2 separate regions of the Mus musculus genome follow, and region 1 is linked to region 2. The links are chromatin contacts, called in public HiChIP or PLAC-seq maps. All regions are on one chromosome and are shown on one strand. Each heading gives the region's core, a stretch centred on a gene start, on an enhancer-like site or on the middle of the called end of the contact. The rest is flanking DNA. Distances are from core to core; before and after follow the strand shown.

The links. HiChIP or PLAC-seq counts read pairs in DNA pulled down with a chosen protein or histone mark.
Region 1: a contact with region 2 is called in an H3K4me3 HiChIP or PLAC-seq map of stem cell-derived neural progenitor cells, with 26 read pairs. The contact joins the promoter of Acbd7 here to the enhancer-like site in region 2. A contact is called at or near these places in 1 of 15 datasets of contacts at CTCF or cohesin (the NIH/3T3 cell line), 7 of 484 Hi-C or Micro-C datasets (LSK cells, cardiomyocytes, embryonic stem cells and 4 more), 7 of 115 datasets of contacts at active chromatin or transcription factors (embryonic limb bud, embryonic stem cells, extraembryonic endoderm stem cells and 3 more) and 1 of 9 other capture datasets (pancreatic islet).

The regions. Positions count from the first base shown.
Region 1 is chr2:3,330,697-3,337,997 of GRCm38.p6, reverse strand. It overlaps Acbd7 (acyl-Coenzyme A binding domain containing 7), which reads right to left and starts at 1,830. Exons shown (of 4, transcript NM_030063.2): 1 at 1,777-1,830. The coding sequence starts at 1,788. It overlaps Rpp38 (ribonuclease P/MRP 38 subunit), which reads left to right and starts at 5,370. Exons shown (of 2, transcript NM_001013376.2): 1 at 5,370-5,471.
Region 2 is chr2:3,138,442-3,144,957 of GRCm38.p6, reverse strand. All of the region lies in intron 1 of Fam171a1 (family with sequence similarity 171, member A1), which reads right to left. Among named protein-coding and RNA genes, the nearest start is that of Fam171a1, 23 kb to the right of the region's middle. Within about 2 kb of position 5,142, at least 50 of the 459 cell types and tissues checked have an H3K27ac peak or open chromatin away from gene starts, as enhancers often do. A contact at or near this core is called in neural progenitor cells, pancreatic islet and stem cell-derived neural progenitor cells, where this site is marked.

The sequences.
Region 1 (7,301 bases), core at 581-3,080, 200 kb before region 2:
GTGTGAGCATGTGTGAGTACCCATGAGTCTGTGTGAAGATGTGTGTGTCAGTGTGTGTGAGTCTGTGTATGTATGTGTGTGAGCATGAGTGTGTGTGAGGGTGTGTCAGTGTGCATGAGTCTGTGTGTGTATGTGTGTGAGCATGAGTTTGTGTGAGGGTGTGTGTGTGTGAGCAATGAGTGTGTGTCTGAGAGAGCGTGGGTGTGTTAGGATTTGCATATGTTGCCTTGTCTATCCTGGAACATCACACTTAAATGATCACCCTACGTTTCTATTGAACCCAGGGACTCCCGAATGCTAGGTAACCTGCAGACTGATCCACACATGCCTCATCCCTTCTCTTAATGGGTTTCTAACCTGCCTTTATCTTTCTCTTCTGCTTGAAGTACTTTGTGGTTTTCCGAAACAGGGTCTCATGTAGCACACTGCTTTGAGTCTGCCACCTAGCTAAGGATGGCCTAGGACTCCTGATTCTCCTGTCTCCGAGTCCTGAGTGCTGGGATGACAGGTGTGTACTGTCACTCCTGACTTGAACTAACACTCCCACATCTAGAATATAATGCATGTTTTGTTATATTACTACATTGGTAAGAATTTCAAATTGAAATAATACACATATGTTTTAAGAACTTTTCATTTGTAACAATTTATTCTTTAAGCATAAACAAAGTGACTTAAACTTTCAGTGACTGCAATTCCAGTTTTCTTTGATCATACTGATGCTGATATCTAGCAAGTATATATTTTTTAAAACTAGAATCTTATTTTATCGAAATGAAAGAACATTTTCATTACAGCAATAATAGATTTAATACATTCAACACTGATAGTAATAGAAACCCACACCCTGTATCAATTTTAATTATTGAACTAAGGCTAGCCTTCAATGCTGCCCTATTGTCAGGGTGGCATTCATATGCCTTAGCTCATTGTCCCTTCGTGATATTCTTTAACTTTTAAATCCTAAAGATTCCCTTCTCCAATGCTGCTTTAAATGCTGCCCATGGAGGTAGCTCATTTAACTGCCTCTCTCCTCTTTTATTTGCTCTATGTTTATTACGGCATATATGCGGGTGCACATGTACCATGGCATGCATTTGGAGGTCAGGGAACAATTGCAAGGGACACTTCTCTCTCTCTACCATGTGCATTCTGAAGGTTCTGATCTCCAGGCTTGCCAGCAGATAGAACTCGTGCGCGCGCACACCTTTCATTATACACACATAGAAAGAGGGCATTTATATATAAAAGCAACCTATATGTGTTTATCTGAGAAAAGGGCTTCCTGGTTTTTAATTCCTATTTATTCTCTTTTCACTCTTATCAATAAAACAGTAAAGTCAGAGCTTTATAATCTAGCCCTGTTATTCAACAAAACACATCTATGAAAATCTCCCGAGGTCCCCAAGAGCAAGGGGATGTGGAGACCCCAATGGATGTCACTTGCTTCCTGGAGTTGTTAAGAGAGAGAGGTGAAGAAGCCCCCGCCCCCAGGAGCTTGTCAATTCTTCAGATCTGGGTAATTTTCCCAGAGGGCCAAACAGGTTGCTATAGAGATCCTGGGTCCTTGTCAACAGATGGTGAAGTACAATATATTGTGAAATATACTGCCCCACACTGCTTAGGCAGGTGTGGGAGTCACTGCAGGGTCGCAGCAGCAGAAGGCTCCTGGGGGTTACCTGCCCCTGTCCTGTCCCAGGGCTACCACACCTCCTCTCGCCCCATCAGAGCGCTTCGGATAATTGCTTTGGCATGGCCTTCCCAGATCTGGCTTACCTGCAAGGACATAATGATGAGACACGGAATGCTGTGACTCTCCCAGCTCAGAGTGAGAGTCCCCGGGGAGCGGGCTCCGCTGCTTAAAGAGCAGTGCTCCTCCTCCGGTCTCTCCTATTGGTTGCTCTCTGGGCATGGAGGACTAATTGGCCACAGGAGCGGGAGGGAGTGTCTGGGAGGTAACTCAGCCCAGTGTCTCGGAGCTCATTTAATCTCCTCTCTCTTCTTTTACTAAGGCGAACTTGCAGGTGCACGCATGCCTCCGCTGCCTCTCCTCAGTTGAGACTGTGGCTGTTTCCTTCCCTTTTCCTTGCCTCTCCATTCTACCTCTGGGTGTAGCGGTGTTAACTATAGCACTGTATGTGCTGAAGTTCTTCAGAGTTGTTCCTTAACCCAGAGAGAATACACATAACACCTGTCACCTGACCTCAGGGATGGCCGATAGCGTCTCTCGGGAATTCGAGACATGGTGTTGGTTTTGTGCTTACATGACTATACACAAATGTTCTGAACCTTACCAGGCGCCTTTTCTCCTTACTGATCTGATCTATGGAAGGGTGGCACTGCTACCCACTGTTGCCTGGGGTGGCCCGAGTGCTCAAGACACCTCCCATTCATATTGCTGCCCTGGACACAGATGTGGCTATAGACACTCCAATGGCACAGACTCGAAGCCTGTGCTTTGACTTGGTATCTCGTTACTAAAGTCCATTCCCAGTTAAGTGACTTTTAAATGTTGGACTGATTGTAGACATGCAGGAAAGGCCATAATGAAGTGGATATTTTGGACAATTACTATACACTAATTAAAAAACTAAAAATAATCGTTATTAACAGTATGTTTGTAGACTCCACAAAACCACAATAGCATACAATGCTGGGCAAAGCTCAGAATTCCATGCAAGCAAGAAGAATCTAGTGTTCAATTCTTGAACATTTTGTTGACAGACTGTATTGTCAGCTCTAATGCTACGATTTCTGACTCAGACTCTTAAGCTAATGTTATATTGTTGTATCCTTTAAATCCAGCAGTTCAAGAATTAAGACAAAAAGAATACTTTCATAAACCTTCTAAGTTATTAAAATATTTTGAGATATTTATAAAATTAACTATGATCATAAATGGTACATTTATAAACTGTTTATTCACAAACATAACTTATTTACAATGTAAAATAAAAGCTATCATTGAAAAGTAAATTGACCATTTAGTGTATATATAGACTACCAAATGCATAGTAATTTAGGGAACTATGGGAAGCATATATTTGTTAAAAAAAAAAACCTGAACATAAACTGATTAAACATAATCATAAACATAAATTGATGTAAATAAAAATAAAATAAATAAATAAATAATAAAATAAAAATAATAAAATAAAAATAATAAAATAAAAATTAAAAACTGAATTGATGTAAAATAAGAGCTATAATTGAAAAGTAAATTGACCATTTGGTTTGGTGTGTGTGTGTATATATATATATATATATATATATATATATACATACATATACACATATACTACTTAGGAAACTACAGGAAGCATATGTTTGCAGAAAAAAATATGAACATAAACTAAAGTTGTGCTACACAAATGGAAAGAAATTACCTTTGAGATATATTCTTTTGGGTAAAATCCTTGTGGAAAGATTGCTAAATTCTCAAATAGAAAACAAGGCCCAAAATAGTAGCGGCTATATATAATTTGTATTAACTTAATTCTGCCACAGCTGTCACTGGGTCATAGTGGTTCCATTTGTCAGACATGTACCATGTGGCAGGCACTGTGGTAAGCATCTTACACAGAATATTCTTCTAATCCTCAGAATAGGCACTATTTTTATCATTTCATAGTTGGCTAATTAACTTGCCTGAGGTGTAGGGACACTAGTTAGTGGGAAGGCTAGGGTGTCAACATAGCAGCCTGGCGGCAGAGGCTTGTAATGTAAGAGCTGGAACTTTGGTGGGACAACACTCATAGCCATTACCTTTTTACTTCTTTATCTTGCCCCTCTTTCTGCCTTTTTTTATTTTTATTTATTTATTTATTTATTTATTTATTTATTTTTCTGTTATGGTGTGTGCAAGTTCTGGCCCCGAAGGCCCAGTCTGCAGCCTCCTGTCTCAGTCTTCCACGAGCCAGGATTTTATGTGAACCTTTAGTATTTCAATTCTACCATCGCGATTTGTCTTTAGCGCTACATGACTGCGGGTAATAGTAAAGGACGTCTTATATGGCACAGTCAAAACTCGACCGAACTTAATCTAGTTCATCTACTTGTGATAGAAACCACAGCACGCTTTTCCTGTAAAAACTTCAACAATCTTTGACCACAAGCAACAGTGTTTGTTCTGTTTAAATGTTCAATAGGTGGTGAATAATGGAAACGTAGAAGCTAGATCCTATATGTTAGTCTAAAATGAGCAATGAAAACACCGAGAAAAAAGAGGAAGATAAAGAGAAGGACCTGAATCCTCCCAAATTCATAAGAACAGAAAGTAATTCCTGTCAAGTAATTTTTATTTATTTATTTATTTATTTATTTATTTATTTATTTAATGTATGTGAGTACATTGTTGCTGTCTTCAGACACACCAGAAGAGGGCATTGGATCCCATTACAGATGGTTGTGAGCTGGGACTTGAACTCAGGACCTCTGAAAGAGCAGTCAGTGCTCTTACCCGCTGAGCCATCTCTCCTGCCTTTTTTTTTTGTTTGTTTTGTTTTGTTTTTTGTTTTTTTGAGACAGGGTTTCTCTGTATAGTCCTGGATGTCCTGGAACTCACTTTGTAGACCAGGCTGGCCTCGAACTCAGAAATCCGCCTGCCTCCCGAGTACTGGGATTAAAGGCGTGCGTAATTTTTAATCTTTAGTACATTATTCCACTGCTTACCAGTTGTAACTTTCCAGTGATTTTGTTTCATAACCTTTCTTATTTTTTGTCTCCGTTTGTCAGAAGGCACAACAGCTATTGCCGGAGTACTCTGGAGTACTGCTGTGGAACTAAATGCAGCCCCTATTTTCCTTTCAGTGTGCCCAAGATTCTACACATAATCTCTAAGTACATGCAACCCTATAACCCCTATTTATTTGATTTTCGTGGCAGAACACGAGCTCCGCCTACCTGCCTCTGCATTACGTCACTCCCAGTCAGGGGCGTCAGGCGTGGTGTGTGGACTAAACCTGGCACAGCACTGCGCAGGCGTGTATTCTGTCTCGCGAGAGTCTGTGGTTGCTGTAGTAACCAGCCTCTCCCAGGGACGCGTGCAGGGGAATGGGTGGCTATAAGGGCTGGAGTTTTGTATCCCCAGAACAAAAAGAGACAGCAAGGCAGAAGCAACTGGGCTAAAAATGGAGAGCCAAAAGGAGAGACGAACCTCTCACAGAACCGAGCTGTTCCGCATCGTCATTTTGGACGACCAGTCAGAAGGGAGAGGCTGGTTACTACAGCAACCACAGACTCTCGCGAGACAGAATACACGCCTGCGCAGTGCTGTGCCAGGTTTAGTCCACACACCACGCCTGACGTCCCTGACTGGGAGTGACGTAATGCAGAGGCAGGTAGGCGGAGCTCGTGTTCTGCGCACGCTCAGTGCAGGCGCACGTGGAGCGGGCGCAGTGGTTCCTGGTAGTGACCGAGTTGCTGTAGTGAAGCGATCCGTCACGTGGTCTCCGCGGGGCGCTTCTGCTCAGGTGGGCGCGTGCGTGCCTGTGGCTCGAGTCCCGGCCCGTGGGCACCCGGGTCACCGCGGGGTGGGGGTCATCCAGAGCCCGCTCTCCCTGAGGTTCTTTCCGGCTGGTCTCAGCCGATCCCTGCCTTCGGGGGTTTCCTTCCGTCGTGTTGTGTGATGCGGGTACCCCTTCGTCCTCCCGAGACCGCGGGAGCTTCTCTGCTGCTGACAGCCTTTCTAGGGTCTCTTCCCAAATCAAGGTCTCTGTGACGCGATTCTAATCGCGCCGCCCTTCTTGAAAGGCTCTAGAGTCACCATCTTGTCCTTACCCAGTATCTTCAACTCCAGCATCTCTGTTCGGGCGATACTGAACTTTAATGTTCTTCTGTAATCCCTCACTGCCCGCTTCCTTCTTGGGCTATCTAAAGAATTCCTTCAAAGGAGGAATATTTTAGATTGCGGTTGGTTAATGGTCGTTTTCTCCAGAGACTTCAACTAAGGCCTGTTCCTCAAGATAACCTCACTACTCTGGCTTTAGAGTGAGCCGTTTTTATTACTCGCAGAAGCTTTTTGCTTTGCCCAATGCCTAATGGCCTGCAACAGCAAGGATAATTCATAATAATTTGATAGAAAAAAATGTATGTAAGTGCTCTACCAGGCACAGTGTACGTTGAATAAGGACATGAGAAACCAGAGGCCTCATTAAATAGCCAGAATCTGTAATATGGGTGATGAGTGAAAGGAGAAATGCTTGAGAAATGGGAGTAAACATTTTGAGTTTGTAATTGGTCCTGTAGGCAGTAGCAGCTTGCAGACATAGTTGGCAAGGTACTTGATCAAGCTCTGTGAACCTGTTAATATTCAGCATTTTAAAAATTAGTATTGCATGGCGGTCATCTTATGTAGGCTTGGTTCTTTTTTTCATCTCCCCTTCCAGGTTTTTGTGAATCAGAGACATACATCCCAATCTTGCAATCCCTTGGTTGCAGAGCATCTGTGAGTGTCCCCCATGCTAGGCAGGGACAGTAGCTGACTTGCAGTTTGGCAAGCGTTGTGGTGGGACCATTTGTCCCTTGCTTCCTGGTCATTTTACTCAAAGCTAGCTACCAGCTGCTGGTCACCTCGATAGATTTGGACGACCTGTTCTTGAATCTCTTAGCTTGTGAGGAGCATGCAGCTCATGGGGATTGATGGAAGCAGTTATTATGGAAGCAGCTATAGCCAGTGTCTGTAGCAGTGGGCAGCACTGACAGAATCAAGATTGCAGCTCTTACTGGGAGTGAGTGCAACACCATCTCCAAAGGCCGTGCAGTCTGGAGATGCCACCTGCCTCACATCAACATCTCCAAATGTTGGGCAGCTTTTTACCAGCACCTGTGGCACAGTTGACTCCCAGAAATTCCAGCTCAGTAAGCTCTAGGGTGAGTCAGCCATCTGATGGTTCTTAAAAACCACAGGTTATTTCTAAGATAGATCCATGATTAAAAGAAGTCTTTAGAAAAACTAGCTGTGAGTTGTACAGTGAGTCTGCTTCCTAATCCATGCCAGGGAACTCTGTAAGTTTGTTAGGAACAAGATGCGTGGAGAAAGTGCCCTGAATTAGAGGAACCTTAAGCAGGGGGGACTTATTTGAAGTTTGTCAACTGGGTCTTCATAGTTCTCAGATGAACTCTAAGAAGGAGACAACTGAGAGCAGAGGTATACAGTTGCCTTTGGGAAGGATAAACAGGGTTTAAATGAATGAATGCCCGACAAGAGAGCAGTTAACGTCCTAACTTGTCTGTAAGGTTAATTATTATAGGAAGAACAAATAACAGTGTTTTGTTTCGGATTTGCTTTTGGAAGGAGCGCA
Region 2 (6,516 bases), core at 3,893-6,392:
CAAAAAGAGTACAAAGAGCTAATCCATCCAAATCCATAGTTCTGCAATGGACTAACCTTGTCTTTTGGCTTCTGTAGTTCTGTATCTGGCTAACTGCTTCTGCTAACTGGAATGTGTCAACCAAGGATGTGGGCTTTGTGACTGAAGGCTCGCCCTAAGAAAGGCTCAGGAATGGCATGGGATGGGAGTCCCAAGTACCTAGTATACATAGCTTGCTAGCAAGACAGCGTTTGGTTTTGCTCTCTGGATATTTTCCTTCTTGTTGTGGTGAGGGTCTTTTTTTGGGGGGGTATCAGGCATTGAGCCCTGAAACTCTCCCACAAAAAGTTATACTTTATTGCCAAGTTCTACCCCTAGCAAAGATAATAGTTCTGCATGTGTCAGGGAATGGCGGAATACACTTTATGCCTGCAAGGCCAAGTGAGTTCAGAACCCCCGCTGTTCAAGGAGACACCACCTCCCATGTGGTGGCAGGAATTCTGAACAAATCTGACTCATGATAAGGGTAAAAATAGGCCAGGCCTCCTACGCTGTGAGGGGAAATCAATATGTATGCTCCAAGATGTTATCGCGCCTCAATAGTGTTGTCATTTGTCATTTAGGAAAAGAATATAAAGTTGAACTAATAATAACATAATTATACCAAAAATGCCACTGTAAAAATCAATCTTGCTAATAAGTTTGTGCAAAAAACCTTTTTTCCACTAAAAAAAATTTACCACATTCATAAAGGACTTTCAATTTTATTTTCAGTTTAGGGGACCAGTGAGTTTGTTGGGTTTGCTTATCAAACTATCCGAGGGGTATCCTAGAGAGGCATAAGTGACCCCCAGACAACTACATCACTAAAGTCTTATACAGCCCATCAGGATGTTGTTCCCATGGAAACTGTATCATAGAGCCCTTTAACAGGATTCAATATTTTTTTAATTAAAAAAATTTTTTTCAATTATGTGTGTGTGTGTGTGTGTGTGTGTGTGTGTGGTGTGTTCCAGTGTGAGCGTGTGGCAGAAGAGATTGTTCATATCCTTTGGATCGTGGAGGGGGGAGGAAGTCTGTGGACAGGCTGAGGTGGATGCTGAACTCCAGTGTTCATGACTGAGCAGCAAGTGCTCTTAACTGCTGAGCCACCTCTCCAACCCCCTTGACAGCTTTTTAAATAGAAGAAAAACAACGTGCAGGCCAATGACATTATTAAAATTTAAATAACAATTAAACACTTTACAAGAGACATGAGAGCTGAAAACCAAAACGCCAAAGTTGTTTGCTTTGTAGCCTGCTGCTAAGGGATCTCCGCCTTTTAAAGCTTGTGCTAGACTCCAGAACACGCCCTTTGTGGGAGAGACTAACCTGTCAACAAAAGCAAACTGTCCACTCCACTGTGCTTCATCTCTCCTCACGGACAAGCTTTATCTTTGTTGCCGCGGAGACAAACAACCGTGGGGGTACAGATATACCATTTCCGCTAATGTGGATTACAAGTCTTCAGATGGGGCCGGAAGGGTGAACTTGGTGGTAGAAACCTTGCTGACTATGCGTAAAGCCTTGGGCTCTGTTCCTAGCACTGCATTAAAAAGGTAAGAAAGGAACAGGATCTTAACGCTGCCAATGAAAATCGGCGTTGCTTTTATTTATCTTCTATTAAGTCTTACATTTCTGAGTTGGCTAGCCTTTCATTATTTACTATGACTGGTGATGGGAAAGAATCCTATTGATCTGTGCAATTGCCTTATCAACAACCAGGGACTTAGCACAGCAGGAGGCATCTTACCTGACAGCTGTGAAATCCTATTCTCACCTGAGCCAATGGTACTGTAGTCTGGGGCCAGAGAGATGGCTTGGAGAGAAGGCTTAGCAGGTAAGGGCACTTGCTTCAAGCTTGAAGGCCTGTATCACTGCTACGATCCACATGGTTTGATGGGGGTGTTTCCTACAAGTTCTCTTTGGCCTTCCTCACATATGCTGTGACACATAATGCTTACACTTACACACACACACACACACACACACACACACACACTGTATAAAAGTGCTCTATCTGCATGCACACCTGCATGCCAGAAGAGGGCATCAGATCACATTATAGATGGTTATGAGTTACCATGTGGTTCCTGGGAATTGAACTCAGGACCTCTGAGCCCCCAAAAAACAATTTAACAAATATCAATACTGTAGTCTAAGGGAGAAAGGAATGATTCCAGTAAGGAAAAGGATGCCTTTCAGATCACAGTACCTCAAAAGTAGAGGTGAGCCACAGGGAAATATATAGACACACACTCAACAAAAGGCCTCCGTCCAGGTGGTAACCAACACTTCTAGGATAACTGGGTATTTTGTACATGTGTTTTCAGCAGAAAAAGTAGGCTAAAAGAGATCCAACATTGTTTGCTTTTTTTTAAATAGCAAAGAGTAGTTTTATCAACAAATATCTATTTATACCCTACATTCAAGAGGGAGAAAACTGGTCCTCATTATCAGTGGCTGTCACACAGGGAGGCTGTGGAGTTTGCAAGAGCAGAAAACAGAAGAAACATTTTCTGTGAGCAGCAAAAATTGGTGTTGCCTAGACTTCAATTTTAAATTGTAATTTTCCTATTCCAATGTTAATAGTTCTAAAATGTGGATATAGTTTGTCTTAGTTAGGGTTTCTATTACTGTTCACAGACACCATGACCAAGGCAACTCTTCTAAGGGATAACATTTAATTGGGGTGGACTTCCAGCTTCAGAGGTCCAGTCCATTGTCATCATGGCAGGAAGCATGGCGGTGTGCAGGCAGGCCTGGCACTGGAGAAGCCGAGAATTCTGCATTTGATCTGCAGGCAGCAGGGGAGGCCTGCCTTTCAAAGGCAGCCAGAAGACTCTGATTCCACATTGGGTGGAGCTTGAGCATCAAGAGACCTCCAAGCCCATCCCCACAGTGACACAGCTCCTCCAATAAGGTCACGCCTCCTAGTAGTGCCACTCCCTATGAGTCAAACATTCAATTGCATGAGTCTATGGAGGGAAACCTATTCAAACCACCACATGTTCTATAATTCACATGGGCACAGGGCATGTGAGTGTTGGTTCTGGCATGCTTTAAATCAAGATAGTATCGTTAATGTTCTCCACTTACTTTAAGCTTCATACAAATATGGTTTTAGTTAAAATGCCAATCAACTCCAAAAGTGATAGAATACTCCCAGGTCAACATATGTCCTCACAGGACTAACATTTTCCATATCAATTCACTATGTACACAGTAACCTAACTATGGGGTAACCTGGAAACAGTGCTGGTAAGAGGTTCTTGGGCCAGCAGGTAATGCATCGGCCTCGAACTCACAGTAGAAGGAAAGAAGTTACTTATAAATGCCCTCTGACCTCTTCCTGCACATGAATATGGCCATTCACACTCGTATCATATAAACATGCACACACATGATGATAAAATGCAGCGTAAACAGACAGATTTTTTGGGCAGGAGACAGAGTTGCATGCTGTAGCCTCTGCTGGGCTCGCCCTTGCTGCACACGCTCCCTGCTTCAGCATCTCAAGTGCTGCTGTTTCAGGTGTGAATCACCTCACTGACTAAGACCTAGGTTCTTCAATTCAGGAGTCACAGCCTGGAGTTGAATTTTCTAAACACAGTGGATACAGACAGAATCGACTATGGCTGGGGAGATGACCTTGTACCACAGAAGGACAGAGCTGGAGTTCCATACTCAGCAAGTATGTGTCTTGGCTCACGACTCTCTGTTTCCAGCTCCAGGGCATCTGAGATCCCTGGCCTCCATGGGCACCTGCACTCACAGGCACATACCCAGACAGACATATGCACATATAATTAATTAAAATATAAATATTTAAAAGTGATTTTTAACACTGTGTACTTGAGCCTTAGCATTGATTGTGGTAAGCATATGACACGCAGGCTTTTACTTTTAAGGGGTAATCAGAGTCCCCTCGTCCCTGCTTTTCTTGCTAATGGAACCCCAGTTTTGTCTGGTGTCAGCTTGGGTGAATGCAGTCTGAAGGCCCAGGTCACGCTGGTGAGGCAGGGTATGGTATGTTCTGAGCCCACTGGGAACTTAGGGAAAGACTTTGCAGAGTCCTTCCTATCTGCACACTGCCCAGCCCCAGCTGTGACCCTCTGGACTAGAGACACCATGCTGAGTTTTAGACAGTGCACTGGCCAGCTGAGGCTGAGCAGCAGTGTTGGTCCCCCGATCATGGAACTAAGTGACTCAGCATCCCAGGTGGGTCCTGAGCAGTTGCTTAGTGATGGTTTCCAGGTTACTGCACAGTGCACTCAGGCCTGAGCCTGGCTGGGGTGGGGATTCCGTGCCCCCCCCTCCCCCCCCCGCGACTGTGAGTATCTTCATGTTTTCATGTTTCCTCCCACTTGTCTGAACGAAGCCAGATACATTTCACACGAGAAAACCTCCATTTCTCTAGTAGGTATGACATGAGAAAATACGGGAGCCTTCTTCCTACTGCTTGTCCAGTTAAGGCTAAGTGGTTTACTAGAAATATGGCTGCCAACAGAGCCTACCTACGTCAAACACTAAGCTGTTCCTTTGAAACATTACCACAGCTGCAAATTGAGAGCTAAAACTTGCACTGCCAGTAATACATGGTGACAGCATTAGTGTATAAGATACAGGGTTCTCCACTTATGTTGAATTTTAGAAAATAATTTAAATAGTTCTGTGAAATATTTGAGACATATTTAGACTAAAAAAATGTTCAGAGTAGAATGTAGCTCATTGATAGAGCAGATATTTAACATGTCCAGGGCCCTAGGTTCCTCTGAGCCAAACCTCTTCATTCACTGCTTTCCTAAAATGCAAGCTGAATTATGTGTTCTGTAGTTTATCTGGCAAACCAACTGATAATCAATTCCAAAATAATTGTCTTGCTTTGTGTTTTTAGGATACTTGGTTACTTTCTTCGTTTGGGGAGAAAGGAAGAACAATATTACAAGGTGAAAATATCTGTAGACCCTGAGTCAGTTGTCTAGTATTCTAAGGCACAGGCCTTCTGAGAATATAGAACCCTCCTCTCTCTCAGGGACTTTTTAAAGGACTAGTTACGGTAAGGCCCTGAACAAAGGACAGAGCAGAAAGGAAACCTCTGTTGCTGGCCACAGCTGAGTACATCTAGCAAACAAAGGATAGATTCAGCCTCCACCGTGGGTCTCTCTGAATGCTCAAACAAACCCCACGTAGAAGACAGAGTGGATGGGATGAAATTGGATCTGCCTAATCTCATAATTATGAACTTCTCTTTCCTCCTCCTTTTTTTTTGGCTTCTGGGAGAGGTGCTGAAAAGACAGAAAAGAGGGAGGAGAGAAAGAAAGGAAACTGGCACCATCAGATCTGCTCTTGACAAACACCATTGAGAGCTAGATGAGGCAAGGGAGGGTCCAGCTTGGGGAGAGACAGATGCACAGTGTGGATGGACAAACAACCACAATGCAGCGTGGGGGTGTGTCCTGTGACCCTCAGCACCCAGGACAAGGCCCAGAATAAGTGGTTGTTTGATACACAGAGAAGAGAGCACACAGGCCTGGAGCTGGAGGACCAGAGATAGTCTCCCAAAGGGATGACTCTTGATGCTGTGAGGAAAGTGACAAGGGTTCGGTGAAGCCAAGATACACCAGGAAGGAGGGAAGAGCAGTTTGCCTAGCCAGTGTGCTTGAGACATACACACATGGAAGACAGCAGCCCAGGCGAGTGGCCATGAGAACCATCTGGACCAGATACTGATGGAGGAGTATCTGGTCCAGAACTGAAGACTAAGTAGAGAGAAAGTTTTTAAGAGGTCAGAAATGGATGCCTGGTTCATTTTTCCTCCAAAAAGGAAACCAAGGAAACAAAGGACCCAAATGAGACTAAGAAAAAAATAGAATTTGTTCATGCAGCAAAGGACCAGGGGGAGATCATCAGAATTCCAAAACAATGATGTCAGACCAAGAACCCTAGATTAGAAATGAGACATATACTTGGGCTGAGCCATAGGAGATATGGAGAGTAGACAGCAGTTGTCCTGGTAACGGAATGAAAGAAATTAGTAAGTTGAGTGCTAGCATCACAGGTTCTTGGGCAGGAGAGGTCTTAAAATCTGTTTAGAGAGGAGACGATGCCACAGGGAGAGGGGTGGACAGTGTGCCAGCACTGGACACTCTGGATACCTGTCGCGGTTTCCAGTCCCACTGAGCAGGGATCAGACACAGCCCAACTCTGTCTGCAGTCCCATGATGGGGACCTGCCACGTATTTGTTCACAGAGGGTGTGGAGGTGGGCGGTTCATGCAGCAGAAGACCAGGGGATCCAGATGCACTTAATTCACTTAGAAGCACACACTAAAACAAAAGCCTCTAAAAAAGGAAACTCTGTTCACTGGGATCAAAGTTTCAGAGGCTAAAGTCTGGAGTAGGGGCTGGGAGTGCAGCCAAGAATCCCTACAGACATAAGCTAGAGAAAGGTCACTTGGGCAGTGGTACCTGAACCACTTGGTACACAGGGACCAAG